Linked DNA regions of Mus musculus: regions 2 and 3 are each linked to region 1. Evidence: chromatin contacts called from public HiChIP or PLAC-seq data. All regions are on one chromosome and are shown on one strand. Each heading gives the region's core, a stretch centred on a gene start, on an enhancer-like site or on the middle of the called end of the contact. The rest is flanking DNA. Distances are from core to core; before and after follow the strand shown. Region 1 holds the start of Hoxd1 (homeobox D1). Region 2 has its middle 36 kb from the start of 2600014E21Rik. Region 3 has its middle 32 kb from the start of Gm46748.

Region 1 (4,386 bases), core at 1,410-3,909:
CAGGCAGGCTATTTCAAAGCATTCCTACATCAAACACATTCTGGCAATGGGGCCCCTCGGCTGTCACCTCCCATGGAGAGCCCACAGCACCAAGACTCAGAGGGGCAAGTGGCCCTTAGGGATTCAGGACTTACACATTAATATAATTTGTAAGACATTTCCTTCCTATTCTGTTCACACTAGAGACAAACTGGGTAGTTACTAAAAATATTCTCTATTCACATATTTTTAAGCACATTTCCCCCAATAATACCTTCCAGCCTCTCCTCAGATGATTATAAACTGAGATTACTCTGAAGTATGAGCTGGAGATAGTTTCAGAGCATTTGCCTAATCTGTGTGAGGTTTGGGTATATATTCTCTCTCTCTCTCTCTCTCTCTCTCTCTCTCTCTCTCTCTCTCTCTCTCTGTGTGTGTGTGTGTGAGAGAGAGAGAGAGAGGGGGGGGGGGGGAGAGAGATCGATCTCTTAGACTTGAAGTACAGCAAACGGAAACAGGATGAACCTTGCAGGAATGAATCTTGCTCCTTTTCCTTAAGGATATCTTTTTCTAGGCATAATAAAGTGTCCTTACCTAGTGCAAATGGCAAACATCTGCTGAATTCAGGCATGGAATGAAATGACCAGAGGTTTGGCTTCCAACAAACAACAAGCAAACCAACTCAAGGGCTGAGTATGTAGCTCAGTGGTAGAGTGCTTGCTTAGCACGTTGTCAGGCCCTGGGTTGGATACCCAGCACATCAAAACCAAAATAAAAGAAGACAGCAGTCTGAGCTCCAGAGCATAGGAAACCCCAAGGACTCAAAAACTAAAAGAAGAGAGGATGATAAACAGACCATAGCTCTCTGGTATGGATTCATCAGGGAGCTACAATTGGGTCTGAACAAATACTAAAACTACTCCAACCTCCACATCTGATGTCCACTCTCAATACAACCGTTAAAACAAAACAGCAACAATAATACAAATACCAACAGCTGCTCATTTCATTTTAGTACGGTTTCTACTTCAAGCAAAGACAGAATCGCCAAAAAATATGCTTCAGGGAAAGCAAATAATGGGTAGTTTTAGGTGGAAGGTCTGTTTTTAGTAGAAGGATTCTACTTTCCGTTCATTGTCAAGAACCCCATACTCTTGTAACGGTGTGCTCAGTCACGTGACCATTCCCAAGTCTAGGTGCTTAAGCTGCACCAGGTCCACCTCACTAGCATAATAGGCGTTTGCTGTAGCTTTATTTACTTACAAGTCCACAGCCCTGAAAGGGGCTCACTCCTGGACTATGAGGCCTGAGTGGAATTTTAGGCAAGTGCTCAATCGCTGTCTCATGACGAGTGGATACATAAAGCAATAACAAAACCTCACTCATTCTAACTTGGAGGCTGCAAAAGATCAAGTTTTCAAGGGCACTTGAATAAACCTGGAGCCGACTCTTTAGACTCGTCAATACAGAGGCTTTTAGAAAACCACCTTCATTTACTTATGGCTGTGTGCAAATAACCTGTATTTATTTCTCTTGGCGTTTTTCTACTGCCCTAAAGAGGACAACATGAAAAGAGATGGTTAAGGAAGCTGGAAAGTTTGTCCGTGTAAAGCCTGTCTGTATGACCCTTCTCCTCTCCATTTCCTGTGCCAATTACACTTTTATTTCCCGGCTCTCTACACTCAGTAAACAAACCATATTATCAAGGGAAAGACGTGAGCCCATTAACATCGTGAGCCCTCAGATTACACTCGCAAGAGACGACGCAGCACTTATCTGATGGAACAGAAGCTTTAATTGCTTTAAGGTACAAGCCAGTCCAAAGCTCTGAGATCTGACCAGTCCCCAGGATGCCCAGCGCCCTCCAGCCAAGAGTCTCAGTGAAAGCGTGCGCAGCTCGCGTGCCAGCCTTCTAAATAGTGTACAAGGGCCTTTCTGCCACAGAGTGGATTCCGTATTCTGATGACCTCATCAGAAGGGAAAATCCAAACTTATTTTCTGCCCAAATCGACACTGACACTACAAACATCCATTCTCACCACGTCGCCACAAATTGGAAGGGGAGCTGAAGAGGATAAATTCTGGGGGCGGGGGGGAATGGTGCAAAGAAAAGCTAGTGAAAATGATTTCACCCCCCGCGCCCCCGCGGCCCCCCCCCCCGGCCTAGGTGGTCCCAGGAGTCATTGGTGAGGCAGAAAAGAGGGAAGATGCAAGGAATGTCTGTTCTAGGTTTAGGACAAGAGGGATTTCTGGGTCAAGGAAACCCGAATGCACCCCCCCCCCCCCAAAGAGGGGCAAGAGTAACTTGACCTTCTCAGAGGGAGGGCTGGGTAGAGTCCCCTCAGGGCAAAAGCAATACTGTTACCCAGCATCATCCAGGCTCGCCCATCATTCCCCGGGAAATAGCCCAAGGGGTCCCGAGAGGGACCAGCCCTGACCGCTGCATCCCTCGCCCTTCCCTGCCTTTCTCCCGCAATACCTGTCCCAGGAGCTGATGTCCAGGGCTCTCGCCCCGCCCTTCCGCCGGCGCCGCTCTCCCCCGAGCTGGGCGGAGGCCCCTCAGCCACTTTGGCTAAGTTGGCAGCAAGGCAGGCGCGTGGAACCGCACTCCAGTCGGGACCGGCCAGTGCGGGGAAGGCGCCGATTGGCTGGCTGGCGCCACGTGGCTGCCGCCGCCGGTATATGAAGCCACTATTTACCTCGGGCTCGCTCGCCATGGCTCGGCGAGGGCAGCGGGGGTAGCGGGAAGGCGGAGCTGCGCAGACCTGCAGGGTGCGGCGCCTAGGTCGTGCGGAGCGAGCCATGAGCTCTTACCTGGAGTACGTGTCGTGCGCCGCGGGCGGTGGCAGCGGAGGGGTAGGCGGCGACGTGCTCGGCTTCGCACCCAAGTTCTGCCGCGCCGACGCGCGCCCTGTGGCCCTGCAGCCGGCCTTCCCCCTGGGCAGCGGAGACGGCGCCTTCGTGAGCTGCCTGCCCCTGGCCACCGCTCGGCCCACGCCGTCGCCTCCCGCAGGCCCCGCTCAGTCCCCGGTCCCACAGCCCGCCGCGCCCCGGTACGCGCCCTGCACCCTGGAAGGCGCCTACGAGCGGGGCGCCGCACCTGCCTCTGCCGCCGAGTATGGCTTCTTGGGGTCCGGGCCGGCGTTTGACTTCCCGGGCGCACTTGGGAGAGCGGCGGACGAGGGCGGGGCGCACGTCCACTATGCCACCTCGGCGGTCTTCTCCGGCGGGGGATCATTCCTGCTCAGCGGCCAGGTGGACTTCGCTGCCTTTGGCGAGCCTGGCCCCTTCCCCGCGTGTCTCAAGGAGCCCGCAGACGGCCACCCCGGGCCCTTTCAGACTGTGTCCCCGGCCCCTGGAGCCTGCCCCAAGCCGGCCTCTCCCACCTCCAGCCTCCCGGCCGCCCACAGCACTTTCGAGTGGATGAAAGTGAAGAGGAACGCCCCCAAGAAAAGTAAGGAGGTGGGCGCTGAGGGGAGGCACCTGGGGGTTCGGGGGGGGGGGGCGCCTCCTTCGTGAAGAGCCGGGAGCGTGTGGCCACCAACCCTGGAGAGAGATTCTACTCCTAAGCCCTGGTCAGAGCCCAGGGTCAGAAAATGCCCCAGGAGCTGAGAGGCCTCAGCAGAGCGCTTCTTCTGGTTCAGCTGTGTCCATCACTCAGGAGGGCTGCGCTGTGACTTTGATTCTAAGTCTTAGCTCCACTGGATAGTTTCAGCATCTCCTCCTCCTGCTCACACCTTGTCTTTATGTTGCAGGCAAACTGTCCGAATATGGAGCCACAAGCCCTCCCAGTGCCATCCGCACAAATTTCAGCACCAAGCAACTGACAGAGCTAGAGAAAGAGTTTCATTTCAATAAGTACCTAACTAGAGCCCGACGCATCGAGATAGCCAACTGTTTACAGCTGAATGACACCCAGGTCAAAATCTGGTTCCAGAACCGTAGGATGAAGCAGAAGAAGAGGGAACGAGAGGGGCTTCTGGCCACAGCTGCCTCTGTGGCCTCGATTAAGCTTCCCCGGTCAGAAACAAGTCCCATCAAATCTGGCCGGAATCTAGGAAGCCCTTCTCAGGCTCAAGAGCCTTCCTGAGGCCCACTCTTAAGGCTGAGGACCTTGGGTCTACAGAAGTCACAGACTGCTCCCCACCTTTGAATAGACTTGAGAGCTTAGTTTGGGCTGGAGGTGGGCATGGGTAGAAATTAATACGGATTTTACTTGGCAAAGGAATTGTCTAAATTGGCTTCTGAGTTCCAGAGGCTGTGTATAGAGATATATATTTGATATCTTTTATTCGCATATTATTTTTGCCTCATGGGGAGGAAAGGTGTCTTAGCTACCTGCCTAAACGCTGCTATGTGAGCCACTTAAAATTCTCGGGTGCAGAGTGGCAGGCCTTCTTAGTCTAG
Region 2 (4,386 bases), core at 867-3,366, 340 kb after region 1:
AAGAGACACACATATACCAAAGCAGCCAATGAACCCTCTCAGGAAGAAAAATTGGAGGCTGGAATTTTCTCTATATAATGAAGCTTTTTTAAATGTTGCCAGTAATATCAGCATCTCCGAGGAAAGCCCAAATGGTTTCATCTCCTGTAGGGAAGAACCATTCATGAATCATTGTTTCCATGCAAAGTGTTTCCTTCCTTTAACTGGGGCTATCAATTGTAGCAGCTGGATTTTTTTTTTTTTAAGTAACAAAATTTGATTCTGTTGTAAAGTCATTTATTACAAGTATAGGGGAGAGATCCTTCACAAAAGACCCCAAAGTGTTCTGTGGATAAAGATGGGGGTCTAATGCCTGCATCCCTTTGTCCTTAGGTGGTCTGATAGGCTCTGGGTATTCCTAAGAGGCCAGGGTGGGTTGTTCAGCAGCAGCATCTCTCAGCAGGCTCAGATGTACTCCTATTTAGTACTTAGAAGCATTCGTTGTAGTTTCCACGTGTTCTCGCTGGGTCTGTCCTATGGAGGAGAGACTGTGCTATCTAAGCCTCCACTATATCATGTGATGGTGTAACCTGGAGTTAGGCATTGCTTCATAGCAGGCTTGGTACCTCTCATGTCCCTGAAAGGGGACAAAACCCCTAGGGACTGCAAGCTACCGTAGAGCCTTGCCTGAGCTGCTCTGAGGGATCTGGTCACAGCCAGGCTGAGAGACAGGACTTAGTTGTGTGTCCTTGACTGGAATCCCTCGGGTCTGACTGCCTCTGTTACTGCACGGTGAGTGCTGAACTGGGCTCTGAGTCAGGAGAGATGTGTTGTCCAAGGTGACCATGGACCCATCTGTTAGTCAGGCCCATCTGTGATCACTCACCACCATTGCTCAGACTGACCATGGTTCAAGTTCACATTAACACTTCAGAAAGAAAGAAAATGACTATTAGATACTCAGGTTATTGTGATTAATATATGCCCATTTTTATTTCCAAGATTTCCTTAATTTGGTAATTAATGTTCATGAACATCCCTGAGAGAATGTAAATGAATATAATTCTGTCTCTAAGAATATTAAAATTGAAAATGATGACAAAAATATATAGCCCTATAACTAACCTCTCAGCCTTTAATATCTCTATCTCTCTCTCTCTCTCTCTCTCTCTCTCTCTCTCTCTCTCTCTCTCTCTTTCTCTCTTTCTCTCTCCCTTTGTGTCACTTTCTTGGAGGGAGGATGGGGGGGGCAGGGAAGAACAAGGGTGTCATTTGTGAAGGCACTGGACGCTGTCTACCACAGATCTCTTTAATAACATTGGCAGCAGTTCCAGAATTGATTTGTATCGATTTATATGCCAATGCAAGATCACTGGCACATATTATCTTGTCTTACATCATCATCAACACTTAATTGTGATTCTTTTCATAGTAAAACAGAAAAATTAATTTCCCAATTTTTTTATTACAAAGCGAAATGCCACTCTACAAATCAGGTTTTGATAATTTTGACAGCAATTAATGTTTTTCTCTATAGTAATATAGGAACAAATCTTGATTTCTGAATTAGGGAGAGAAGAAGGGGGAGAGGGAGGGAGGGAGGGCGGGCAGCTGGCACAGGGATCTCCCCATCTGCATAGTCTTCCCTACACTGGGTTGCAAACAGAAGTTTACTGTGGCCATTTGCCCTGAAAGACGTGGACCCTCCATGACATTTGCACACTGCTTTAACTAACAGTCGTTTCCTGTGTTCTGGGTCTGAAGCCCCGAACTTGGCACTTCATTTCCTCAGGTCATTCAATACTTGGAACAGCCCTGCGAGTTAGGTGTCCTTATTTTCCCATTTTATAAAGGAGAAAACTGGCACCAAGAATGTCTAGGCAAGAAGATCTTGTGTTGCGGGTCAGCTTGGCCTATATAGTCAGACTGTCTGGACGCAAAACAAAACAACGTGACGAACAAAAAAAACCCAAAACGGACACTGTTTCAAGGCTGCACACACAGTGGGCCTATTGCTGTCTGTGGACAGATTTCCTCTGAGTCAAATGCCTGTTTCTGCTCTAAAACTGCACCGATTGGTTCAGACCCAACACCACGCCCCCAAGCACGATCAGATCCCGCCTTATTGCTAGCTGGTTCACCTTACCAGAACCGTTTCCTTTGAAGTGGAGTAGTCTCCCAGCAGTGCTTCTCTCGCCCAGAGCAATCCTGGTAGCTCCTGCCTTTGATGGGGTACTGGGAATGTAAAACTCTTCATTATCCCATTAGCCATAATCTCTTCTGCTAAGCCTAATAATTTATGAACACTATTTAAGCTAATGTATAGTTGCATGATTTTACGGCTAGTCTACTTTTTCACGAGGTGACACATTTAGGTGTGTAGATCCTCGGTGGGATTTTCTGAAGGGAGAGATTAGATGACTTTGACAGGACACCTTTGTAGAATCCCTTCCTTCCCAAGGGCCTGCAGAGACGACCGCAGCGTCCCTGTGAGTGGAGGAGGCTTGAGGTGCAGGAGCCATCAGAAGAAGACTTTCGCGATTGCTGCTCAGGTTTCATGACAGAGGGAAATCTTGGGGGAAGTACAGGAGCCTCCATTCCAACCTCCCCACTAAGCAGCTTTCATAAAAATTAGTAGAGGCCATTAGACGACAAGTGTAAGAAAGATTCATATTGACCCTTTAGCAGAAAGGAATTTATTGCAAAGTCACATGTGGACTGGAATTGAGAAGAGGCGAAGTCTTAGGGGTGGAGGATGCTGCAAGATGCCAGTCCCAGTATCCTTTGTCTCTCTTCTCTCTCCCTCCCCTGCCCACCCCCTCCCCTGCCTTTCCCCCCTCCTCTGTCTCTCTCCCTCCTCTCCCATCTTGATCTCATGGTGTCTGCTCTCTGGAGCCTCCCATCTCCTCCCTAGGTCCACTGTTCCAACCTAGCTGCTCAGTTTATTCCCTCTTCTCCAGACATTATAACACAGCCAAGGGGCCAACTGGGGCCTTTTATTTAGGTGGCTCAAGCTGTAGAGCAAATTTGTACTTGAATTTTTTAAAAATCAAGTTGTACATTGTTGCCAAATAATCACAGAATCTTAATTTATTCAAAGGAAAGCGTTAAGGCTGCTACAGCCTATCTATCTATCTATCTATCTATCTATCTATCTATCTATCTAATTTTTTTTTCTTTTGTGTCTTCAGCAGACTCCTGCTTTTTTGTTGTCCTGACTTTCTGTAATGGAAGCTTGTCCTTGTGACAATTCACTTAACCGGCCAGTCCATAGACATCCTTGTCAGGAGTGGGAAAGCACCTCACTGTGCAATGGTCCACAAATATAGCAATCTGCTGTTGTTACTGTTTGTTAATATGTATTGATTAATCTAATTCCTGTCCCCCCAAGTTGACCAAACAAATTCAACTTTCTCTCTCCTTCCATGTGAAGACTTACAGTGGCTAAGCTATGGACGGTTTTGTTTTTTTGTTTTTTGGGTTTGTTTTCTTTTTTAATGGTTTAACACACCCATGGGTCTCCTGTAAATATCTATAGAGGAATAATTTCAAATTCAGACAAATGGCTTGGATTTTTGGATGAGTTGAATAGTCAGGAGGCATAGTCAAGGGATCCTGGAGATACTTGGGCAGGAATAGGTTGGTAGGTTGGTTGGGGGGTGCTTTGAAAAGACTATTTTCATTTTTGGATCCAACAAAACCATTCATGTTAAAAACCATGTGTGGTCTTTCCTTGCGCTCGAAAACTTGGCCCATTTCTTCACCTTTGATACGCCCACCACCTCTCTTAATGCAGTAACATGCCTGTTTCATTCTCTTCCAACCTTCCCCACCAACACAGACTTAGATTAAAAAGAGATTGCAAAAGATCGGTTAGAAGGAAGCAGACACACTTCAGCAATCTGCGTGCTCGGGGCACTGAGGCCAGATCTCTTGTGTTTGTCCCATTTTTTTTTGTCCCATTTCTCATTTAAAAAAAAATAGAGACCATCACTCTCAAAGAAGCTCAAAGCAGAGAGAAAGAGTTTATAAATATTTAGATAACAGACACTTTAAGATATGTTTACAAGAAACAGTCTTTGGCACTTCATAATTGCATTTAATTAAGGTTAATAATTAGCTTTGTAAAGAACCCAAAGCAAAGAAAAGAATTAGACAAATGATCTTAGACCTGGAGATGCAAAATTCTCCAAGTGCCTAAGACTCACTGGAGGGTTTCCCAAGCTTTCTACTGGGAACATGGATGACAACAGATCGAATCTGAGCCCCAGTGCTGAATACCTCGGCTCTGTTCATGGGCTGGTGATAAGGTAAAAGATCAGAGATGTAAAGACCTAATAAAAAGAAATCATAGAAAGAAAGGTGCTATCTGTGTATTTATCCAAGGTGATGTTGCCCAGACCCTCT
Region 3 (4,386 bases), core at 783-3,282, 270 kb after region 1:
GAACCATGAGTAGCATATTAATTAATTATTGAGTTAGTGAAACAAATTGCACATCAGTGTATTTTATAATTATTCTCCAATTAGATTTGGTTTATCGAGTTAGAGGAGAATGGGATTTCTGGTTAGGCTAGAGAGAACAGCAGGCAGGGCTATGTTCTGAACTGGAAACCGTTGTGAGCTTTCCTACTTAATAAATGCAAGCAGCGCATGTACGCGCAGCAGCTGGAAGAGTGTGGAGGGAGCAGACCCCCAAAATCAGATGGCCCGCACCTTCTCTGCAAGTCTTCTCCCACATTTTGGAAAGACGACAGATTAAATGCAAGAGCAAGCAATGGCCTGGAGGGGAAGGCACAAGGTGGGAGACGAGGAGAGGGGCTGATGTGTTATTAGCAGAGTGTCAATAACACAAGTGTCAGGAATTTAAACTGCCTCAGATGCTAGAACAATTTGGGGCTCAGGCTATAAGGGAAGGAATCTAGACATCACAATGAACACTATATCCAAATGGATACATATATCCATTAAGACCCTATTTGAAAAACAAAAATCAGCCAAGAATTCCTTGCAAGTGGTGACTCTCTTATCTTCATGATTCCAGGAGTGGCTTTAGAGTGCATGCTGCTGCGATGTTTCGTTTCTAGCTTCGGACTCTGTTCACTTGTGTATTGTTCCATAGAGAAAGCCGGGCCACCCGTACTTACCAATATCCCAGGCACTCGGGCCACTAGTTCCTGTCGAACGTCACCTTCCCGGAAGTGACTTCACCTCACTCCAGGAGCCTTTGCCAAGCCATGATGGTTTTTGAATACTCAAAATGCCTTCCTGGGATCTTACCCAGCACAGCCCACTCTGCTGGCTCCCCCACCCACTCTCTGCACTTTCTCTTGCTCTCCCCGGCCTTCATTGTCTAACACAGCTCTGCCTCCCCCTCAGGAAGCCATCATGCTTCCTCTACCTTCAGAGACCACAGTGCTTCCTTCTGAACCAGTTTATCAGCTGTTTGTGATGGTATAAATCATTGTTGATAATGCTGTTAACATATTAAGGCTCTATCCATGCCTTGTCTCTTGGAAGTCAGTTCTTTAAGAAGAGTGGTTTCTAATACTCCCATAGACCCTCCAAGAGTGTATAGTATACAGTTAGAGCTCAATAAATGTACAATAACTAATTGCTAAACAATAGCAAAAAAAACAAAAGGGAAAAACTATCACAAAGTTTTAAGAAACATTTCTTTCATAGTTTTTACTGCTTTTTTATTAATATTATACTTATTAAATTTAATTATTTAATTTGATAGATGCTAACCTAAAATATAAACAAATCACCAGCTTTTTTTTAAAAAAGCATTTGATTTGTATTAAGAGGGGATTAAACATATGAACCATTTTATTTCTTGGCACATATTTCTCCTAAAATGAAATGGAACAATATTAGTTTGAAGAAATTACTAATTTTCATCACATTGTTTTGCAGTGATCTGCTTCCTTTGCTTATTTATTAACCAGATATTTCAGAAACACACTAAATATATGCCAAAAGTCATAAAAGTGAGTCAAACATTCCCAATTGAAATATACATTAAAAGCAAAGAGGGGTCATATGGCCTTTCTGGTCCCTCCCACATAGAAGTATTCCATGTCTGACTTTTTCCAGTGACAGTCCCGTGCTCGTGCTGGGCAGGAGCCCCAGGTGCTCATCTGTTCAGTCACAAGCCCCACTGTGATATGCAGTGTGCTGCTAGAGGCAACTAAGTGGTTAACTGTGATTCAGGGACCCAGCCAAACTCAAAAGCAGCGTGTTCACCAAACCGCCCTCTTTCCCCACTATTTTCTCTGGAGCAATCCCAGCTCTAATTAAAATGTAATATTCTCCTTATGTGATTCCTTGGAAAAGTTTGTGGAATGACCACCTAATCCAGACCAGGTTTCCCAGCTGTTCCCTGGCTTGGCTGGCATTCTCATGCACACAGCCCACACCCCAGCTCCTCGTCTATATACTTACCATATGACCTCCCTCCCCTCCCACGTCTCCCCTGCTGTCTCCCATATACTGTACATAACTTCCTGACTCATACTGTTGTGCCTTCAGCGTAGAAGAGCCATTACTGGAGCGCAGAGGGCCAAGAAAAAAGTAATACTGCCCCTGCAGAGCACTTTAACGCCATTTACAATGGAAAGAACAACTTTGAACTGCTTCCAAAATAACAGGCATTTAAAATCACTTCTGTTTGCCGTTGAGATGGATTTTGCAGTAACCTTTCCAAACCTGCTTCCTCTGAATGGTTTTTAGTCTACAGAGTGGCTTTCTCAATGAAAATTTAAAATGGTGCCCATTTGAACATGACATACACCACAAAAGGCAATTTCCCAACATGCTGACAGTCACTCATGAAACCAGGGTCTGATGTCGCATCTCAATGATGATTATATAAGCACGGAGATATTATGAAACACTGCTTCAAACACAGGATTAATAAAAGCAGATGCTGGGGCGTACGTCTGATAAAGGAATCGCTTAGCACAGCTCTGTGAATTCAATTTCCCACGTCTGTCCTCACACACATCTTTCTGTAAACCTTACATCCCTTTAGCCTTTTCATCCAGCTTCATCAGATGTTATGAGGATTTCTCAACCAGCGCTTACAAAATGGCATTCTACAAGTGAAATCCATAAGTCTTGACCCACTTTGGTTTTGATCAGCTTGGGTTTTTTTTTTAACTAAGTTATCATTCAATAATAAGTTATGGTTCAAGAGCTAATATTTTAAAGTTGTAATAGCCCATTCACAAATTGAGATTCTCTGCTTATTCTGAGAGATCATTTAGTGTGGACCTGTCATGGCCCACAGCTCAGTGGATCACATGACAGAAGCAAGACTCTCCCTAGAGCTCCCGGCTCCATCCCCTCTTTTCCACCACTCACTTGGCATTTTAATTTAACATTTTGGGTTATAACGTCATTGGTTCAAGTATTTTACAGACAGAAACTTGGCCACACAATTGTGTTAAGCCATATGTTCTTATTCATCTTGAAATCTGAATTCTTTCACAATAGAGTATTTCCCACTTACCTAGATTCTTGACCCAGGTCACCAAGGGAACCGCTGCCTATCACACAGCATACCCAAGGTATGATGAGAAAAGACTTAGGACACATGAAGCCCTGACCCACATCCAATTGCGTAGTGCTGAGAATATGGCTTAAATGTCTTGTGTTCCAGAATTCATATCAATAAAATAGAAACCCCCCCCCTCACTTGCTAATTCTCATCAGGAAAGTTTGCTGAAACATGGAACTGGTTCCACCCAGAGCTTCTGACACATTAGCTCTAGGCTGGGACTTAGGCACATGCATTTTTCACAAGTTCCCACGGGATGCTGCAGGTCCAGGGCCACACACCGAGAACTTCTATCTGGCCTAATTGCTGTAGATTATAGGCTATAGTTACAGAAAACACAGGATACAGTGAACTAGTCGTTTTTTTGATGGAAAGTAAAGAAGTTGTTTATTTTGTTAGTAATTTGGCATATTATTGTATTTGATATGTTATACGAGTGAGGAATCCAGATAATTATTTCATTTCTGAAATTTGTAATTTTTTTTTTTTTTTTTGTAAAGCAAAACAGAAAATTCAGACCCCAAGCTTACTTCGGTCTTACTCGGAGCTCTGGTTCTCCCATCTGCACACAAGAAAAACCAATAGTTTTGTTGGAAGATATTGGAAGGAAAGGGCGGGGGCAAAGAATTATCTTTGAAGAGTTGGATTACATTTCATCCATCCTTCATCCTTCCATGTTCTCCCTGTGCTCAGAGTCCAGACCGGTAGCCCTAGTGACGTCAAGGAACACAAAGCAGTCTGTGGTCCAATGGCTGTTTGTCTGCCTCTTCTCTTTTCTCTCCCTCCCCTCAGTGATGGGTAACAAGAATGAGGATGACCCCACTGCAGACTCAAAAATGATGGACATGGGTCTCACATGGACTTAAAATCATCAAGCAAGCCATGGTGGCTAACACCCGTAATCTCAGCACTTGGGGTGGTGAGGCATCTGAGGCTAGCCCGGACTCTCTGGTAAGCACCAGGCCAGCTTAAGCTACAAGAGTGAGACTCAGTCTGAAATGAAATACATAAATAAATAACGAAGTAAGGAGAGATCATTGAATAAATATTATGTTCTTCCCTCAAATAACCTGCTCGTTTTCTTTTCTTTTTCCTCCCCCAACCAACCTTTCTGTTTTCCCGTTTCCTTCCTTCCTACCTTGTATTTGGACATAAAATATCCCAGGAAAAACAGCACATGTTTTATAATTCAGAAAACTCATATCCCCCTAGGGACTGAGAGACTCTAGAACCCAATCCATCTTGTCTCACGCGCACACCAAAGCGGT

Evidence for each region. HiChIP or PLAC-seq counts read pairs in DNA pulled down with a chosen protein or histone mark.
Region 2: a contact with region 1 is called in an H3K4me3 HiChIP or PLAC-seq map of craniofacial prominence, with 2.9 times the contacts expected there. The contact joins the enhancer-like site here to the promoter of Hoxd1 in region 1. A contact is called at or near these places in 2 of 39 promoter capture datasets (liver and pre-B cells) and 7 of 115 datasets of contacts at active chromatin or transcription factors (craniofacial prominence, embryonic basal ganglia, embryonic forebrain and 4 more).
Region 3: an H3K4me3 HiChIP or PLAC-seq map of craniofacial prominence shows a contact between it and region 1, with 3 times the contacts expected there. The contact joins the enhancer-like site here to the promoter of Hoxd1 in region 1. A contact is called at or near these places in 4 of 39 promoter capture datasets (embryonic stem cells, frontonasal cranial neural crest, hematopoietic stem and progenitor cells and 1 more), 1 of 15 datasets of contacts at CTCF or cohesin (the NIH/3T3 cell line), 1 of 484 Hi-C or Micro-C datasets (embryonic stem cells) and 10 of 115 datasets of contacts at active chromatin or transcription factors (craniofacial prominence, embryonic basal ganglia, embryonic hindbrain and 6 more).

What each region holds. Positions count from the first base shown.
Region 1 is chr2:74,760,321-74,764,706 of GRCm38.p6, forward strand. Hoxd1 (homeobox D1) reads left to right here and starts at 2,660. Exons shown (of 2, transcript NM_010467.2): 1 at 2,660-3,433; 2 at 3,735-4,386. The coding sequence starts at 2,782. The coding sequence ends at 4,069. It overlaps Haglr (Hoxd antisense growth associated long non-coding RNA), which reads right to left and starts at 2,576. Exons shown (of 3, transcript NR_110445.1): 1 at 2,459-2,576.
Region 2 is chr2:75,099,630-75,104,015 of GRCm38.p6, forward strand. No RefSeq gene overlaps it. Among named protein-coding and RNA genes, the nearest start is that of 2600014E21Rik, 36 kb to the right of the region's middle. Within about 2 kb of position 2,117, at least 16 of the 459 cell types and tissues checked have an H3K27ac peak or open chromatin away from gene starts, as enhancers often do. A contact at or near this core is called in craniofacial prominence, where this site is marked.
Region 3 is chr2:75,027,544-75,031,929 of GRCm38.p6, forward strand. No RefSeq gene overlaps it. Among named protein-coding and RNA genes, the nearest start is that of Gm46748, 32 kb to the right of the region's middle. Within about 2 kb of position 2,033, at least 18 of the 459 cell types and tissues checked have an H3K27ac peak or open chromatin away from gene starts, as enhancers often do. A contact at or near this core is called in the NIH/3T3 cell line, craniofacial prominence and embryonic limb bud, where this site is marked.